Linked DNA regions of Rattus norvegicus: region 1 is linked to region 2. The links are chromatin contacts, called in public Hi-C maps. All regions are on one chromosome and are shown on one strand. The core of a region is the stretch at or near the end of the contact, and the rest is flanking DNA. Distances in the headings are between cores, read along the strand shown.

The links. A called contact is a pair of places that touch in the nucleus more often than the background predicts.
Region 1: a contact with region 2 is called in a Hi-C map of psoas muscle, with 2.2 times the contacts expected there. The contact joins two enhancer-like sites. A contact is called at or near these places in 1 of 12 Hi-C or Micro-C datasets (psoas muscle) and 1 of 1 datasets of contacts at active chromatin or transcription factors (oligodendrocytes).

Annotation. Positions count from the first base shown.
Region 1 is chr2:32,297,172-32,300,794 of GRCr8, forward strand. No RefSeq gene overlaps it. Among named protein-coding and RNA genes, the nearest start is that of Zfp366, 14 kb to the right of the region's middle. Within about 2 kb of position 1,385, at least 54 of the 93 cell types and tissues checked have an H3K27ac peak or open chromatin away from gene starts, as enhancers often do.
Region 2 is chr2:32,220,143-32,223,711 of GRCr8, forward strand. No RefSeq gene overlaps it. Among named protein-coding and RNA genes, the nearest start is that of Zfp366, 91 kb to the right of the region's middle. Within about 2 kb of position 1,774, at least 2 of the 93 cell types and tissues checked have an H3K27ac peak or open chromatin away from gene starts, as enhancers often do.

The DNA of each region.
Region 1 (3,623 bases), core at 135-2,634, 77 kb after region 2:
CCGGAAGGCGCTATGCAGGCTGTTGGAGGAGAAACAGCACTAGAGATTGTTTCCAGATGTGAACGTTGAAGACTACAATATATCAATCTGTCGGGCAAGGGATACCCACAGTGCAGTGGCGGAATGACCCTTGTGCGGTAACCAACTCCTGATTGGCTCTGAGCCTGCTTCACAGGAGGGATTTGTGCCTGGTCCTGCAAACCTTTCCAAGAGTCCGGCGGAGAAGGGATAGGCCCTAGATAGTAATACGCTACTGTTGCTTTGCTGAAATACAATGTATACAATTTCCTTCTAAATATTTATGTTTATACCCATGTCAGTGCTGCTGCCAGTCTCGGCCTGTGAAGCTTCCGTTTGCACCGGAAGTAGTTCACGCAGACTCATGATTGGTCCAAGGGAAGAGAATAAGTGAGTGCTGAGCACTCAGCCCTTAAGAAGGACATCAGTGCCACCCCCGAAAGGAGGTGGGAAGAATGTGCGAGCCTGGAGATGAGAAGCAGTGGCTATCCTGTGGACCTGACATGGCTGTGAGACCCATGCGTACACAGCACGTGCGACTGTCTACACCGGAATTGCATTAATGGGAACCATTAGCATTCTGTTATGAATGGGAGAGGGGCTTATAAAACTCTCTCCTACCTGAAGGGCTACAGGCTAATGAGTGAATAGAGGTAGAGTCACATTCCTTAGTGGTGTAAGTTTTCTTTGTTCAAATAAACAACCCCTGACCCATGCAACCGTAATTAAACACAGTGGGCAGCAAAAAAAAAAAAAAAAAAAAAAAAAAAAAAAAAAAAAAAGGACACGGAAGTGAGAGGAGGCCCTGTTGGGAAGAAGGGGTTCAGTGGGAGGGGAAACCAGTGGTGAATATAATCGAAATAGCTATATACATTTCAAACTGTGAGAGAATAATGTTTTAAAGAAATTAATGTCTACTTAATAATGTGCATAGATATGCATAAAAGAAGGGATTTGGCTCATCATGATGGTAAGGCATGGTCACAGATGTGTGAGGCAGCTGGCCACACTGCCTCTGCCGTAGGAAGCAGTTGAGTGTGGGCACTTTGCTTGTTTTCTCTGTTCTTTTATTCAGTCTGAGATCCTAGCCCATAGGACAGCGCTACCCATATTCAAGGTTGGTTTTCCTAGCTCTGTTTGTGCTCTGACAGTGTCCTGGCAACATGCTCAAACACGCTCTAAAAGGCTTGTTTTCTCCCAGGCCACTTTAAAACCACATAAACTGACAATGAACGGAGAGGCAAGATTGTTTCTACTTATGATTACAAGTATAGTCATGACTGCAGCTTGTGGGCAGGACAAGACACAGTCGCTCCAGAATAATCCACTGCCAGAGAAGAGGCCTGCCAAGTGACTTGGGCACACTCCCAACCCTGGGTGTTTCTGGGAGAAGTTCTGACGTGGCTGAAATGTGAGCACAGCCCAGCTTCCCAGGCATGCAAGGCTGACTAGGCAAACTGCACCCTGCTCATTCACTGCTAACCCTGGATGCAGCAGTGTCCAGGGCAACTGCTATGCCATTTGGGCCTGCGGAGAACCGTCTAGATGGGCAACCACTAGCCACACACAGCTTTTAAGTGCCTGATAGCTGGCTAGTCTGAATCGAGATGTGTGTTAAAGGTAATGATGTTGAAGTGTTAAGGCAAAAATGGTTGTAAAGCTTCTCTTCAAGATTTGTGCTGATTGATGTCTAAATGGTGATATTTTAACATACGCTGTATTGAATAAAATATTTAATTGAAATTAATATCTTTCTAATGTGGTCACTTAAAACACTTGAACGCATATGTATCATTCAGGTTTGTTGGTATCCATCGTCACTGGACTAGGTGACCCTCTCTCTCACTGTAGGTCACTTGGAAGCAGGTAACATCAGGTAGCAGGTTTCCAGTCCATAAGACGTAATCTCCACTCAGAGTAGTATAAAGAATAAAGATGTGAGGTGTCCAAGATTTGAAGTGCAGGTTATCGCCATGGCATCTCGGTGTGTCCTCATACATTCTTGTCATGTTCCCACTCTGTTCTCATCCAGCACAACTCAAAGTCAGTGGACTGGACCGTTTTAAGGGTCACATCCAGATGTGGTCCATGTCCAGGGGAAATAAAACCACGCGAAGATCGCCTTTCTTCACCTCTCTCAGAAGGGATGGTGTCTTTGCAATGTTTCTCCCCGCCCCCTCTCCCAAACTCCATCCCGTGTGCTTTCTCTGAAGTTAAAATAATTCCATCTTCTCTCAGCAGAGGGCGCCCTTTCCTTCTGGGAACATAACCAACTCCTGCTCGCAGGAGACCAAGACCTTCTAAAAGAGGTCATTAAGAACAGTTTCGAAATGGGAAAGAATGGGCTGAGGCCCACTCACTATCCAACCTAATGACATCATTTCCTGGGTGGGTACTGCTCAGAATCCCATATTCTATTGATGCTTAGCTGAGGACTGGAATTTACACCACCTACCATTAACCCAAGGGACACCCTCGTGGTTACCCACAGCCCCCAACTGTGCATTTACTAAGGAAGAGGAGTACTCGTAGCCCACTTACATCTAATATAATTACTTGTGTCTTGGAGGTTGAGTTCGTCATATTATTTGGGGATTCCGAATGTGCTTCCTCATCTACCATCCCCCCTCCCTGCCTCTCTTCTTGACTCATTCTGGATTGGCTAAATTTTTAAAGTATTATTTTTTCTCTTCTATTTATTTAATTTTTTTTTAGAAATTTTATTATTTTAGAATTATCTGGTTTTGGTAGCTAGTCTAAAATTATAGTTTCTAATACTTTATCTTAACCTTGCATCAACTTACCCAAATGTTAAGCAGATATCAATCTTTTTTTTTTTTTTTTTGGTTCTTTTTTTTTTTTTCTTTTTTTCGGAGCTGGGGACCGAACCCAGGGCCTTGCACTTCCTAGGCAAGCGCTCTACCACTGAGCTAAATCCCCAACCCCCAGATATCAATCTTAACACTGTTCTGTGAGGTTTAGTAATATTGAAACTTTAAACACCGTTCACTTATATCTCAACTAATTTGCTATTTGTCAACGTACATGCATTTTTTAAAAAGTTGTACAAGATCCTTTCATTTTGTTTTTCTTTTATTTCTTTTCGCATCTTGGGCCCTGTACTTTGGGCCTTTCCTCTGGGTCCTTTCATTTCTCTCTTAAGTTCAGAACTTCCAATAGAATTTCTGATGCTAGAATTTTAGGATTGTAGGTGGGCACATGTTTTCTTTCACTGTGCAGCTTACATAGTTTTGCTGCCTTTTAACCTCCATTGTTGACTTTGAAAAATGAGCTACTTTACACTTTCGAAGGCAACATGGTCTCCCTAGTGTGACACACACTATCAGTTCCTGTGGCTTCACTATGTTGTATCTGGGAGGGCTGTGTGTGGACATGTTAGTGTTCCTGATCTATGGGTTTATGACTTTCATCAGTTTTTATATTAACTTACAGTTGGTGACTAACAATCCCAGTAACTGCCCTTTCCAGCGCTCTTGGGTCTGTTCGTGTTGCCTGCTATTTCTGTTGTGTTTTATTTTTCTCACTGCGTCTGTATCTGTGTTTGAATGGTTATTCCTGACACTCGTGTTTTAAAGTACTTGTGA
Region 2 (3,569 bases), core at 524-3,023:
ACCGTGAACTGACTCAACCTTTCTTTATAAGTTACTAGGTCTCTGGTGCTCAGTCATAGCAATAGAAAACAGACTAAGGCAGGAGCTAAGGGAGAGTATCCTGCCTTTGATATGTTTAATATGTCCACTCTTGCAAACCAGGAACAAGAGGCAGGAGTGAGTCTTTTCCAGAGGCCCTCTGCCTACCTCACTCCCATCGGTTTCCTTGTTGGGCTGTTCAAGGTAGGAAAAATCAGGCATTCCCTTGGTTTTCCTGATGGCATGGCTCAGTATATTTACTCTATATAAAATCCTCCTTGCTCTGTGAACCCAGCCCACAGACTCCCCATGCCAACAGACTTCGGGGAAGACAGAAAAATTTGAATAACTGGCCTCACTTTCACAGTTATTCCTCTGTTGCTTATTGTTGTGAGGTGCATATATGTTTGCACAAATGTAGTGATATAGATAAACATGGTCACAAGAAGAAAGGATTGTGTGTGTGTGTGTGTGTGTGTGTGTGTATAATTTTCACTTTCTCATTTTTGGAAACTTACCTTCATTCACTTGAGGCAGACAGGCAGAATTACTGTTAGACAGAGAAACAGAAAATTCTCTTCCCCCATCCCCTTTGTTTCCTGGAGCCTGAACCCAGGGACTTGTGCACCCCAAACAGGGACTCTATCGCTCTGTTAAGTCCTCAGCACCAGCATGTACTTTTCTTGGGATAATAACACACGTACTTTGCTCTTCTAACATTTCTGATGAGTGACTCTTGGGAAACCTACTTGGATTCTGAAGGTTCGCTCTGTCAGTGCTAATGATGAGCATTACATTAGAGAGGAAACAGCTGTGATATAAGACGGGCGAATGGACGTGGACTTAGGTGGAATTCTTAGCCTTTCGTACTCACTTGCTGGATCAGCTCCTGCCAGGTGTTCAGCCACTGCCTGCCCCTTTCCCTGCATCTGATGGGAGACGAAGGCTGCTTCCGAGGCTTACACTAGCAGAGCAAGCAGATATCAGGAAAGGAAGTAGCCACAAGTTGCCTAAGCCTTGCTTCTATTACTTTTGACCTCTTTTGCATAATACTCTGCCAGGTGACTCTAAAAATATCAAGCCTTAGCCAATGTTCCAGAAGCTTGTGACTGTAATCCAACTCCTGGATCAAGCAGAGAAAGGGAAAATATTCCTTTCGCTATACCGTTTCCCTATCGTTGACACAGTGGATGAGCAAGGCCAAGGTGGGGGAGAGAAACTCCTACACGATAAGATTTAAGTTCTCTACACAAAATATTGAAAAGATGTGCTCATATGTCTTACACTTTTTTTTTTAAAGTTGGAAACTATTAGCGTCTGTCTGTGTATGCTTCTTGTAAAGTGCTTGCCCAAATCTCTTGTCACTCTTTAACTAGATAATAACATAATTATCACATTTTATTATGTTTTTTTATTACCGATGAGTAATAGTTACTTTTATGTTTTGTGTATGATTTTTTGTGTATATAATGTATGTGTGTCTGCTTATACACACACACACACACACACACACACACACACACACACACACCCCTTTAGCCTCCTCCCTTTTCTCTCTCTCTCCCTCCTTCCCTAATTAGTCCTCCTAACCCCCACGGCTTCCTTTTGGAAACTGACCCATTATTTAATCTGATTTTGAACACTTTTTTTGTCATTGTTTTTTCAAATATTTTTCTGACCCAGCAACATCTCTCAGTCCGGGGCAGATCCATTTCTGCAGCTGTTCACACTCTTCCTGGGCCTTTCGCCTGTGGAACCTGACCCGACTCTGCGCGGCCATTAATAACTCTTTAGGACTTTCTTTCACTTAGCCACACTTTCCTGCTTCAACTGCTTCTCTGTAGACCCATAGGAAAGTCTGATTTGTCTAAGGATCAGGGTTTTGGTTGTTTGTTTGCTTGTTTTACCTTCTTCTCTCGTCTATTCTTTTTTAAAACTTGGCTTTTCTTTCTACTACTACTACTACAGGAATCGGTCTTCTGTCTCCACCTAAACTAGAAAAAGAACTCATACAAATCTGCACCTTTACCTGAAGAGGTTTAGTTTATTGTAGGAGGGAGCAACTACAATGGTATGTGTCAAACAGCCACCATGCTGATGTTCCACCTCACATGACTCCAGCTTGTGTCAAGTGAGCTAAAAACTAGATAGGACAGATACTAAGATATGAAGCAGTCCATGAGAGATAAGGTTACACACACACGCACACACACACATACACACACACACACTCAGTGAGGTGCTCTTAGGGTTGCTATTGTTGTCCTGAAACACTGTAACCACACTCCTAGCCATAGTCTATCACTAAGGGAGTCAGGACAGGAACCGAAGCCAGGAACCTGGAGACAGGTGCTGAAGTAGAGGCCACGTTTATTGGTCTGCTCCTTCTGGCTTGCTCAGCTTGCTTTCTTTCTTTTTTTTTTTTTTTTTTTTTTTCGGAGCTGGGGACCGAACTCAGGGCCTTGCGCTTGCTAGGCAAGTGCTCTACCACTGAGCTAAATCCCCAACGCTCAGCTTGCTTTCTTATAGAACCCAGGACCACCAGACCAAGAGTGGTATTAAGGACAGTGAGCAGAACCTTCCCACATCAATCACCAGTTTTAAAAATGCCCTGCAGGCTTGTCTACAGCCTGGTCTTATGGAGACATTCTATCAATTGAGGTTTTCTCTCTCAGATGACTCCAGCTTGTGTCAAGTGAGCTAAAAACTAGATAGGACAGATACTAAGATATGAAGCAGTCCATGAGAGATAAGGTTACACACACACGCACACACACACATACACACACACACACACACACACACACACACACACACACCCTGATGGTACTGAAGATGCAGTTTGCATGACTAGTATAAGGAAAATGTAGAAATGATTGTGATTTAGGCCTGAGATGGTAGTAGTGTGTTCTGATGAGGAAATGCCGTATGAGGTAAAGAGTAAATGGTGTCTGTTGAGATGGATAGTTAGAAATGATGTTATAGGCACAGCTCCCATTCAGCGTGGTAGAGACAGCCTTGGGCCACTGTCATTTCCTTGGACCACACGGTTACCTAAGGGTAATGTGTTTTTCCTCAGTACCTGTGGGAGATTGAGTCTAGCGCTCTGCATAGATGACCCCTGAGGATCCTCAGCTCCCCCGTGTGAAGTGGGGCAGTGCTGGTAGATAACCAGTGCATGTTCTCCCGATACTGTGAAAGACTTCTAGAATGTTTATAATCTCCAATACAGTGTAGTATGTAGGATACAAATAATATTATACTGGGAATTAGTAGGGAATGATAGCAAGAAAAAAATCAGATGCGTTCAGTATACATCTGATTTTTTTTTTAAATAGTTTTACTCCATAGTTGCCTGGATCCCCATTGGAGCTCATGAACACACTGAACAGTTGTTTATCATAGAGCTTGGGATTACACACTGGGCACTTCTCAAAGCTTTCAGAGTGTATTAGCTCCCCTCATTTTTTTAACGTCTCCGGTGGAATTTTTTTATTATTATTATTTAATATTAAGGCAGATGGGACAAAGAACCACGGAGCCATTTCTCT